Linked DNA regions of Anser cygnoides: all the other regions are linked to region 1. Evidence: chromatin contacts called from public Hi-C data. All regions are on one chromosome and are shown on one strand. Each heading gives the region's core, a stretch centred on a gene start, on an enhancer-like site or on the middle of the called end of the contact. The rest is flanking DNA. Distances are from core to core; before and after follow the strand shown. Region 1 overlaps SH3D19 (SH3 domain containing 19). Region 2 holds the start of SH3D19 (SH3 domain containing 19). Region 3 holds the start of FHIP1A (FHF complex subunit HOOK interacting protein 1A).

What was found. Hi-C and Micro-C count contacts between places; a contact is called where the count stands out from the background.
Region 2: a contact with region 1 is called in a Hi-C map of liver, with 2.4 times the contacts expected there. The contact joins the promoter of SH3D19 here to the enhancer-like site in region 1. A contact is called at or near these places in 2 of 7 Hi-C or Micro-C datasets (both in liver).
Region 3: a Hi-C map of liver shows a contact between it and region 1, with 17 times the contacts expected there. The contact joins the promoter of FHIP1A here to the enhancer-like site in region 1. A contact is called at or near these places in 3 of 7 Hi-C or Micro-C datasets (granulosa cells and liver).

The regions. Positions count from the first base shown.
Region 1 is chr4:46,795,606-46,799,424 of Taihu_goose_T2T_genome, forward strand. All of the region lies in intron 2 of SH3D19 (SH3 domain containing 19), which reads right to left. Among named protein-coding and RNA genes, the nearest start is that of SH3D19, 34 kb to the right of the region's middle. Within about 2 kb of position 1,931, at least 3 of the 3 cell types and tissues checked have open chromatin away from gene starts, as enhancers often do. A contact at or near this core is called in liver, where this site is marked.
Region 2 is chr4:46,829,353-46,833,262 of Taihu_goose_T2T_genome, forward strand. It overlaps SH3D19 (SH3 domain containing 19), which reads right to left and starts at 1,747. Exons shown (of 20, transcript XM_066996730.1): 1 at 1,526-1,747. The coding sequence starts at 1,616.
Region 3 is chr4:46,857,925-46,861,880 of Taihu_goose_T2T_genome, forward strand. FHIP1A (FHF complex subunit HOOK interacting protein 1A) reads left to right here and starts at 1,255. Exons shown (of 14, transcript XM_066996734.1): 1 at 1,255-1,464. It overlaps LOC106032250 (a long non-coding RNA gene), which reads right to left and starts at 1,212. Exons shown (of 4, transcript XR_010831515.1): 1 at 1,079-1,212; 2 at 782-879.

The sequences.
Region 1 (3,819 bases), core at 681-3,180:
TGCTGTGCTTCCCAAGCCAGCCCTTCAGAAGGGGGAACTAGCCCAACTCTGGGCATCCAAACAAACTGGCTTGATAGGTTCAGAGGGGACCTTTAAAGCTGCTGAACTTGCTAGCTGAAAGCAGTCAGGTACTTCAAGTCAGCAGTGATACGCAAAGTGTCCCACGGGTCACCCTTTCTGAAAGATAAAGAACCTGGAATGGTTCGTTTGAAGATGTTAAGCACCTACTCACTCCTCCTGCGGGCTTTATTCTAGGTTTCAAGGACAGATTTCCCAAATATAAACACTTAAGGAAAGTGCTTCTAAAGCATATTTTAAGCCCGCGCATTGGTGAAATAAAATTGTCACCAGCTGCAGCTCTACCTGAAGGCCCGCTCCTGCGAGGTGACTCCTGAACCAAGGCAGCAGCCCCCGGGAAGCAGATGGGAGCAGCACGGGGTTCAAACCACTGAGGTGTCTCTGAACCAGCAGAAGGAATTGTGCCTGTTGGGAGGGTCTGCATTTCACCCAGGGATCCTCCAGCTGTTTTGGGAGCAGCAGTGGCTCCAGCCCAGCTGAGGCCACCTCAGGGACTCGTCTGCCGGCTCTGCTCCTGAGCACTGACAGACTCATGCTGCGCTTTGCCTGCTGCTGGAGGCCACAGGCAGTGCTGGCTTGTGATTCCTCCCTCCTGCTTGTAAGCACACCCTCACCGATGTAGGGGGGGTTCCCCAGGCTACCTACAGACTTCTGCCCTATGGGCTGCAGTACTGCTTGGGATAAAAAAGACATCCCAAGCTATGGTCCTGTCTCAGCATCCTTCCTTCATCCACCTCCGACCACTCACCCTCCTATTCTGTGGCACGCATGGGGTGCTCTGCAGGAATCGTGCAACCCTCTACAGCGCCTGCTCCCACAGGAACCTCCCTCTAGCAGGAGGGACACCTTTGGTTTCTTTATCAGAGCTGACGTAACGATGAGTATTCTACAGGAAAACCGATCACACCTATTTCATACATTGTTCTAGAGATTTTTCTGGTGAGAAAAAAATGAAAAAGGACAATCACTTGTTCTAGAAAACAAATATAGTGAAGCATCTGCTCCAAAGATTTATCCTTCACATCACATTATATGGGATTTTTCTCCGGACATCTGTCCTTTGGTTCACACACCTGCGTAAAAGGCATTTAACACATTTTCAGTTGTGATAATTATTGACTCTTTACACCGGCACTTTAAAAAGTTAAAACATTGCTATTTTTAATATCTTGTGACTTCTTGGAATGCCAGCCAAGAATTTTTCAATAGCTGATGTTGAAATCACTGCGAGGTAAAACACTAGAATAATGAAAGGCACGATCTATTCCTCTCAGTTCCTCTAGAAATCATGCTAGCTTCCTAATAGCCAACGTACCACAATGTAATCTTTTTAAAGCTTATTAGGAAACTGTTAATATTATTTAGAAAACATTATTCCAAACAAAATATTCAAAATATAATGATTTCACCGCAGACTGAGTTCCAGAAAGACGTTAGTATTTCTATAGTAAAATTAAGGCTGGTGCAAAAGACTGAGTTTACCACCATGCAGATGGCAGGCCAAGGACAGAGCTGTTAGTTTACGTGACACATGGACCCGAGATGCAGTTTCTCCCTTGGTATAAGACAAACAGAGAGTGCACAGCCAGTACAGGCTCTCCATTTCCACCAGCCATCCTGTGCCGGTGCTGACATGGCCACGTCTGCTGGATCAGCCATGTGATTTTGCTAATAACAAACACCCCAATTAGTTTTCAGGCAGACAGGCTGACTGCTCCAGCTGGCTGTAGCTCCCCATGAGCACCAGGGTGATGCAAGAGGTGGTGAGAAGGGGCAGCCAGTGAGGCCAGCGGCTGTCCTTGTGGGAAGCAGCTCAGCCTCCACACACAAAACACGACCTTTAGCCTGTGACTCACTTCCAACGTGCGGCTGATCAGACAGCAAATCACCAAACGCTGGCTCTGCCTTGGGTCAGCTGTTCTTCTCGCCCTTCGGCATCAGCTGATTCACTGTTGTGGTTTGGTTTTCTGCTCGTGCTGGTTGCCCAGACTGGCTCGCTGGGAGATCAGACGATCACCAGCAGAAAGCAGCTGGCAGTGGCCTGGCACCATCGTGGCCGCTCTGGAACATGAAGACAGCACCCTCACCTTCCCTGCTAAGTAATGGGGTATTGCACCCCATGGCCCTGCGGGAACTAATAAAGATCCGGTCACCTAAGAAATCAAGTGCTCAATACTACAGATCTAGGAAATCAGACTCACCCTGGTACCACTTTACCTCTCTTGGGCCTGGCCCCAAAAGCAAGCAATCCCGAAGCAGTAATTAAGCCCAGTTACAATTCAATCCTCATCACTATGCTGAAGATGTCTGCTTCTGCATCACTAAATGAACAGAGCAACTGTGACTTCCCACTGCTTGGATAAGCAAGGACGTAGTTAAGAAGCAGCTAAAACCCAGCTGCTCAGCTAATTAGAACAGCTCGCATTGATCAGTGTAGGGAGATGGTTTCAGAAATGGCTTTCTAGCTATTGCTTCAGCCACTTATTCCATATTCATGTGCTTGTCACTGTCGTACTTGGAGACGGTATTTCAGCCACCGAACCTTCAATTTTATGGCAGGACACTGGAAGGAAGTAAAAGCAGATCAAAGCAGCAAATGATAACATTTCACCCACTGATCCTTGCAGCAAACTGCAGTCATCAACATGCAACAGCTTCCACACTTAACAATGTCCAGCTTAGATCTTGAAGCTAAAACACCCCAAATTTTAGTGTGAATCTGAATCACTCAGTTCATGTGTATCCCAAATTAACACTTTCCTGATCCAGAGCTACAGACACGCTAGACAGAATTCCCCTTTTCACTTTGCATTTTCTTTCAGACAACCTGAGCTGCACTGCACCTTGCCCCAAAGAGGACTGCATGCACTTGCCCATTCCAGAAAGACAAATTGTCAGAGCATTATTCAAGTTATTCTCAGTCTTCGTTGTCTATTTACGGATTTTGTCTCCCATCAAAATGTGTATGACAAGAACGGAGGGCCCTGCTTATTGAAGAGTTTGGCCCTTCTGTAACAGTCAAGAATCTACGATCTAACCTATTTATCAACAATTCGTACTCACTTCTGTGATACCTCTGCAAATATGTCTCGATGGAAATTGAGAAATAATATTGCAAATACTTTAATGACAATTTAATCTTGGTAGTAAATATTTCTAGCAGTTGAAAGCACGTGTAATTTTAAGTGTAAAATGTTATCGTAATGCAGCACAGTGAATGTAAATGCGAGTATCATTGAGTTGTCTTAGTGATAGAGGTAGGATATTTGGGCTCAGCCAGCACTGTGTTTAGGGAAAAGAATAAGGGTGAAAAGTGTAGGGAAGAAGCCTCTATCAGACAAAAAGACTTAGCTGTAAACTGCAGCTTTTTCAGATGTAAATTCTTTACCATTAAAGTCTGCAAAGTTTTTGCATTTGCAAATGGCGTGAGATGACAGTGCCCTACTTCTGCTGTTAAGCAGTATGAAACGAAGCTTGTTTCTCAAGAATGGCTCTTTGATTCAACTATTTGCAGTGGCATTTCAGTCAGCAAATCAAAGCCCTCAGTGGCCACTGACAGGACATCCTGCTTGCCTCATACATCTCTGTACATCAGAACACAAGCTGGTGGCTGAGTGAGCTCCAAAAACTTTGTAATTGACCTCACAGATGAATAAAACCTGTTTTAATAATGAAGGATGAGGAGGACAAAGGCATAGGGGAAACCTGTTGATCCAGATCCACAGGATTCAAGGTATCTTT
Region 2 (3,910 bases), core at 497-2,996, 34 kb after region 1:
TATCTCCAGAAGAAACAGCTTTAAAAACCAGATACCAGAACTAGCAGCTCACATGTTTGGCTACTGAGGAAATGGTACAGGAACCAACACTGGTTTTGCCTCCTGCCCTCGACGAGGCGAAATCCTGCACACGTGCCAAGCCACGCTGGCTCCTGCTAATCTTGCACCTGCCCAGGAATGCACTGACATAACCAGGGTTGTGGGAAGCCACAGGGCCTGTGTGTTGCAAACTCTGTTCTGCAGTGGGAGCCCTCAAATTGCTGTTTTTCTCATCTGCAAGAGAATACTCCTGTTGCTCAAATGGATACAGAACCACATGAATTGTAAAAGTTATTAGGGCATTATGGTTTTACCATAATTAGTAATTGCCAGAATATTTGGAATTCAATTTTAAATATGCAGTGTAGCTGATATTTTCCCTGGAAACTGTCTTTAAGAAAACAGTTGATTCTGGAAATAATTTTACAGTGAGAGAGGAGGAAAATGCTGCATTTACCAACTTTGTGAAGATAGAGAAAGTGATATAAGCATTGCTTTTCAATTAACAACAATCAAATTAAAGAAACTACTTCAACTACTACCAAGATCCACTGGATGTCCTTGTATCAAACAAAAGCTTACTACAACCTTCAAGTCTACCTATAAAGCCATATCAACCTGTTTGTTCCCAAGCTCCTGTCTCCATGCCTTCCTGTACACAATAGCTCTCACCTCCTGTTTGCCAAGGCCTGCAGTCCTTACCTGCACGGAAACAATCATATGCAATTTTATATATAATTTTTATACCTAGATGTTCCATCCACCTTGACATTTACAAGAAAAATCAGTAACGTATTTTGTTTCCTGGTAAGGTATCTCCAACGTCCGGACGTGTCTGGTGGACAATGCGTGTCTGCCTCAGCATTAGCTTGGAGAAGCAGGCTTTCAGAGCGTACTTCCTGATCACCCTCTGAGAGCACGCTTTCGGCTCACGCTGGGCAGCTGTACAGATGCACCTGCCCTGAATTAATTTCAGTGAAACTGACCGGGATGACACGCTCCAGCAGTGCTGCCCATGTGATCCAGCCCCCCAGGGAAACCCAGTCCCATTGACCAGGCTAGGGCTAGTCACAAGTCAAGGCACACTGTGGGGTCACCAGGTCCTCAGTGCCAGCTGTTCCACCCCACATACCCACGCCAGTTAGGATGGGCTCCATGATGACCCCAGTAGCCACCACCCCACGATCCCTAGTCCTGTGGCCTCTCAGGCCAGCAGAGCCTCCTGCAGCAGGATCTGCTCCAGAATTGGCGCGTGCCACCAGGGCTCCAGCAGCGAGGAGCCAAGCCCTTTGGTGGCTTGGCCACACCGTGCGGGTTACCATGCCTGGAAGAGCTGAAACCCTCTGTCGCTGCCGGGGAGGCTCCAGGGGTGGCACCGGGCCTCCTCACGCTGCCCTTCGCCCTCCCTCGCCCTCCCGCCCGGGGCCAACGCCAACGCGGGCACCTGCAGCCTCGCCGCCCCGCGCCCCCGGCCCCGGTCCCTCACCTGCCGCCGAGCCCAGGGCACCCCTGCGGTGCCTTCTGCCCAGCTCCCGCAGCTCCTCCTCGTCCTCCTCCAGCCTCCAGGCTTCGGCCATCGGCGAGGGGCCCGCGGGCGGCGGCGCTCAGCAAGCGGGGGCTGCCATGGCCAGGGGCGGCGGGTGAGGCCGGCGCCTTCCCCTCAGCACCGCCCCGGCCCCGGCCGGGCCTGCCCCGCGCTGCTGGGGGGAGCCGGCGGCCGAGGAGAAGGAGGAGGAAAAGGAGGAGGAAGAAGAGGAGGAGAAGGGCAGCGGAGGCGCCGGCTGCCCTTCCTGCCCATCCGCGGCTCGCCGCCGTCAGCAGGAAGCCCCGCGGCCGCCTGGCACCGCCGCCAAAGGGGGAGGAGGAGGCGGCGGGGGGAGGTACCTGGCGGCCGCCGCCGGGGGCACCGCCACCGCTCCCTCCCCTTGGAAAGAGAAAAGTTTAACAGGACGAAAAGGTCGCTGACTGCGAGGGGGTGGCCAGCTGGCGGCCCGGGGGCAGCTCGCTGAGGGGCGGGCTTCATGGCGGCAGGGCCGGGGGGTGCAGAAATGCAGCCCGCCCGCAGCCTGGGGGGCTCCCTGGGCGAGGGAAGGCCTTCAGCTGATGGCCGGCCTTAACTCGAGACCTGCAGGGTGTAGGTTTTGGCTTGGTGTTCAAACTACTCACGGATAAGTGATCTTATGGATGCACTTGCAACCAGTAGGTACACACTTCCAGCACAGAAGTGATATGCAGAATCTGGCTGTGCTCCAAGTTGGACGCTTTAAACTCAAGCTGTAGTTTTTTGCCCTTTTTTTTTTTTTTCTTTCCTGGGCCTCACTTGCCCATAACTAGAATTGAAATAACATCGCTTCTTTGTGTAATATGATTGTAAAACCAAGTCATAAATGTTTTTACAGGTGACTCCACACTGGGCATCGCTGAAAGAAAGCACGTGAGGAAGTAAAATTCAGCTTCAGAGCAGGTGAAAAGTGGACACTAAATAAAGTATGTGACCACAAATTAGGCCAGGAAGATACAACAAAGCACTGAGTAATCCTAATGTTGAGCAATATCTGTGTTTACTCACTAAGCACCATCTACTCTGCTGAAAAAAGTACCACGCAGGAAGAAAAAAATGTATCACAATACATAAATACAAATGAACGGCCATGTGTTTCTTTGTGTTTCAGTGCCTGACTTTACAATCATTGCTCCTTAACAGTTATTCTGTTTTGGTTTTCCTCTTTAAGTGCTTAGTGTTCAAGGGGCATAATAGTTATACGTTAGGAGGATGTAAGGCTTTATGCTGTAAAAGCACACAAAGCCAGGCATAAAACTGAATGTACAGTAGGACTATATTACAAACAAGTTAAACCTGCCACTACAGGTATGTGTTCTCAAAAGCCTCATGCTTCAGATGACTTCTGCATGGATGGATTGCATGTTAGCCAAAAGATCTCACCTCACAAATTCCAGCGCCAGATCAACACCTTGTACTTGATCTAAACTGGATATGTATTTCCCCAATGGGGTGCTTCTGCTGCAGATACTCTACAGGGGTGTGCCACGCAGCCTTACCTGCAACAACAACAAAATACACAAAAAAGAAGTTCAAACACAAAAAGTATGAGGAACAACACCAGAGGCGAGTAAAGTTGATGGTATGTGCCTACATGACAAAAAATCTCCCACACGAAACAAATGGGATGTGTTGTTTGTATTCTGTTTCTTTGCAATGGAGCCCAAATGCAGCACCTGTATTCAGCTCCTAAACACCACTAACCACAGCATGATAAGAACCATCAATTTTCTGCTTCCTGAATATTTATTTTTAATACTATGTGGTTTATTGCTGGGGGGAGAGGAGGGAGAATGAAGGGAAGCTTACTATCATGAAAATTACCAAGGAAGGAAAAAAATCAGAAATATATGATAGAACATTATACAAATTTGAAGAATCTGGAAAATTTAATTAAACTTCCAAGCATATAAAACTGAAAAATACATTTGGAGAGATCTTAGGTTTACGAGAAACATGCTGAACAAAGTCATTCTACCTGTGATTATGGAAACATTCCCCAAAATATCAAGAAACAGAATATGGAAGGATCCTGGTTATTTAATGTTGATAATCATCAAGAGTTGGTTCGAGTTCACAGAATTAGCTTAGTTCACTGAGACTGTATTGAAAGTTTTGCCAGCTGTGCATCATGCAGCCAGAGCAAGGTTTCTAGAGATGAAGCTCCAGACAGAAACACGGCAACAGTTGGGGGCCTAAAATTATACAGGAGGTAATTATGGACACCATGGAAAAATGGATAACAAATGTAATAAAAACAGTCCTCCATGTTCTTTATATGGCTGAGACACACTTAAAAGTGCCCAGAGA
Region 3 (3,956 bases), core at 5-2,504, 62 kb after region 1:
TGCATTTGGAGAGAACACTTCCTGAGCTCACAGAGAATACCATTACACTTGGTAAATTATATTATATCTTTATGTAAATGAGCTGTTACTTTAATAGGCCAATGTCTATTCCTATTTGGAGTCATTAGCAAAATCACAATCAGTACCCTGACAGTCTAATTAATTTATTTGAAGCCTTTAAAAAAAAAAAAAAAAGGAAGAAAGGAAGACACAGCAAACCATGCTTAAGTATTCACCAACAGGAGTCTACTGCAGTTAAAGTCAAGTATAGAGAAATACAACCTATAGCTAACATAGAAAATTACCATTAATTTCTATCTAATTCTTAAGTGTCTTGGGCTAGACTTAACAAGGCTGTTAGTACTTCTGGTTTGCTGCTGTTCCATGTAGGAGAAGTCAATGGCATGAAGCTGGTCATCTTCTATGAGCTAGGGGGTCAGCCTCTTCTCACAGATAACTAGCGACAGGACTAGAGGGAACGGCCTCAAGTTGCGCCAGGGGAGGTTTAGGTTAGAAATTAGGAGACATTTCTTCTTAGAATGAGTAGTCAGGTGTTGGCACGGGTTGCCCAGGGAGGTGGCGGAGTCATTGTCCCTGGGGGTGTTCAAGGAAAGGTTGGATGTGGTGCTTAAGGACATGGTTTAGTGGGTGACATTGGTGGTAGGGGGATGGTTGGACCAGATGATATTGGACATCATTTTCAGCTTCAATGACTTTTGGATTCTGTTTGCCCTGCAGCCCCACACGGGGGAACAGGCCCTGCAGGCCTGCGGCGACTCACCGAGGAAAGAGGCCTTGAAAGGCTGCTGCTGGGAGAAACGCACCCCGAGGAGCACCAGCACTTCTGCGAGGACAGGTAGTCGTACGCTGCTGCACCACCTAAAGAAAAAGAAAAAAAAAGAGGTGTGTGTATAACAGTGCCATCTAGTGACGCACATAACCGGGGCCACTTTCCCTCCACGGGCCCAGCCGTCGTTTATAAAGCCCCAGACCCATATGCCACGCGTTGTTATTATCATTTTACTGCCGTTCCGAGCCTGAAGGCCCCTTCCCCAGTACCCAGAGCCGCCCCCCAAACCTTCGGGCCGCCTTCAGGCGCCTTCCCCCGTGCGGAGGCAGGAGCGGGCGGCCGGCAGGGGGCAGCGCGGCCGGGCCTGGCCGAGCCGGGCAGGTGGCGGCTCCTCCCCGCCGCTCTGACTCAGCGGCCCGGCCCCGCTCCCCCGAACCGGGCGGCCGCTGCCAAGCCGGGGCCGCCTGCCCTGCCCTGCCCTTCGCTGCAGCCGCCCCGCCGCGGGGCGAGATGGCCGCCCTGAGGGCACGCAGCCTGCGGGGCGCTCGCTGAGGGATCCCTCCTTCCCTCCGAGGCGTTAGCGCCGGCCACGGCCGCTTTACCTGGGCGAGCGGAGCTCGGGGCGGCCCCCACGGGAAACTTTCCGCCGTGGCGAGGGGGACCCGCCGCGCCAGGTAGGGGCTGAGGGGGTGCCGGGGGGAGCTGGGGAGGTGGCTGCTGCCCGCCTCCTGGCCGCGCAGGGCAGCAATGTAGGTCACGGGAAATAAGGCCGGCCTAATCCCCCTGATCTGTTTTGGTGGAGCGAGAGGAGGGTCGGCTCGGCCGCCGGGCTGCAGGGCGACCTGGCTGCGAAGTTTCCTGACAGAAAGCCGGCCGGGACGGGGCGAGCAGCGAGGTGAGAGCGTGGGGAGGGCTCCTGGCTGCCCGGGGAGACTTTTTCCTCACAGGTGTGACACCGGCGTGTTTTTCACTTGGTTTGTTGGCTTTGTGACACTATCCATGAGTTCCCGGTTTGGGTTCAAACTTCTGTGTTAGCGCTCCGGTAATACTAACCTTTTTTTTTCCTCAGGAAATTCCTTGCGTCACTTACGAAAACTTATGAAGGCTCCTTTGGTGTTTTCCTGGGGCACCAAAGCAAAGCGGAGGTCTGAGTTAGTCTTGATAAAGTGACTGCTGTCTTCCTTCAAGGCAGTGAGGAGCTGTTAGCAGTGTCCTGTGAGCCTGCTCTGCCACCTGAGCCTGTCAATAGGAACCTGACGTGATTCTGAGAGGCTCTGTGGGGACACATCCGCAGGCACAGGTGGAGGTGCGGTGTCTGTTAGGGGACTGCGAGTGGGACCGACCTATGCTGCTATGGCTTTGCCAGATCAGGACGCGTGATTTCTTAAAACTGAGAAATGCTGAGGCAGGCTTGGCGGTATTTGGAGGTAATATTTCACTTGGATTTCCTCCTTCTCCTGCCCAGGGTCTGTGATTGGTCTTCTGATTAGCATTAATACGGCCCAGACACGGATAAGAAGACAAATACCTCCAAATCAGAGTTATTTTTATACGTTGTCATACTTTTTGAGATGAAAAATACTGCAGAATCTGCCGCTGTTTTCTCTGTCCAGATGTTTTCTGATGATCAGTGTGAAACTGTGATGCTCCAGATTCCATAGTGGTATTTTTCATCCATATAACATGGCTTTCACCCCTCCTTGGAGCCCTAAGAAGGATTTGGGGCCTTATTTCCGTGGTGGTGAAGCATGATGTTTTTATCTTGTTTCATTTTCAGATTAAAGAGGGAGTGGTAAACTCTCTGTTCAAAGAGGTTTGTCATATCAACGTAGTAATAGTGTTAAGTCACGCAGTTCAGACCAATGCTTTTGGCCTGTGCTGTTTTTGTATCATAATTTCTAGAAGGAAATCTTTTAGAATTAAGGGCAATTGGAAGGGGATAGAACACCTGAAGGAGTCAAGTCAGATTAGGATTTTCACATTATTTGTGCCACCTTACTTCAGCTGGGCTGTGTATAAAGAGTCCACCTGCTCTGAAACTAATCTAGGAATTAGGACCTGATGCTGTGACTTATGTCTTCCTCGCTGGCTGTACGTTAATAAATGTAGAAGGTCAAAGGAGGAAGAAAAGACAGAAAACCTTATAATCTGCTTTGTAAAGTACAAATAGTTGCAAAGGGCAAGACTGTACTGGTGATGTATCGATGTGAGGATGGCAGTTGCAGTTGTGAAGCTGTTGAACACCCAGATGCCTTTTTCTGTGATTCATCTCAATCAAGACAAATGTTTTCAATTGACTTCTGCAAACAGCTATTTTAATCTATTTGTTGAACCATGAAGACTGACAATATGTACTTTGAAAAATAAGCGAATTGTATTAAAATGATGACAGCTGAGTTGCCAAAGCCTATAAAACAAACATAACACCACTGACTTTTTTTTTTGACTTTTTTTTTTTTTTTTTAGACTTTACAGTCTAAATGATATGGTGGGGATGGTAAAAATTGGGTTATGCTCTGTGAAGGTGTCTTTTTTTTTTTTTTTTTTCCTCTCCTAGATGGGATATGGAACTTCATATAATCCAAAACTTAAAGAAATGAAATAGGAGAAACTGCTGCTGGCATGATTTTATTCAATCATGATATCAAACTGAATTTTAGAAGTCTGTCTATGCTTTTTCTTTTTAAAAGATTATACTAATGCATTGAACCCTACTAAGCTTAAGTCTTCAGACTTACAGACTCAGTACCATCTGAATCATCAGTTTCTCTGTTAAACCCTTCATTGAAGGGTTATCAAGATTACTTTGATGTACATCAAGTTTTAAGGCTGCTTTTTTCAAGAATTTATTTACAGGCTGCTGTTCCACCCTTGCATATCTTTATTTATTAGTATACAAATGGTACTTTTTGATGTTTGCAGAATGTTCCATTGCAAGGGCTTTTCAAATTTTGATGAGGTTTATGGAAATCCAGTATAGTTCTTAATGTTTGAGTTGTGTACTTAAGTCTTTGAAAATGCAGGTCTATACATCCTGGTCTTACTGTGACTTGTAGTTTCTCTCAAACATTTGAGAGAGAAGCGCTCTGCTCTCTCTGTGCTTTACAGCATGTCTAGAGCAGTTGGCATGTTTGTGTTTGCTGTGTGTCCCAGAGAATAGGGCTTT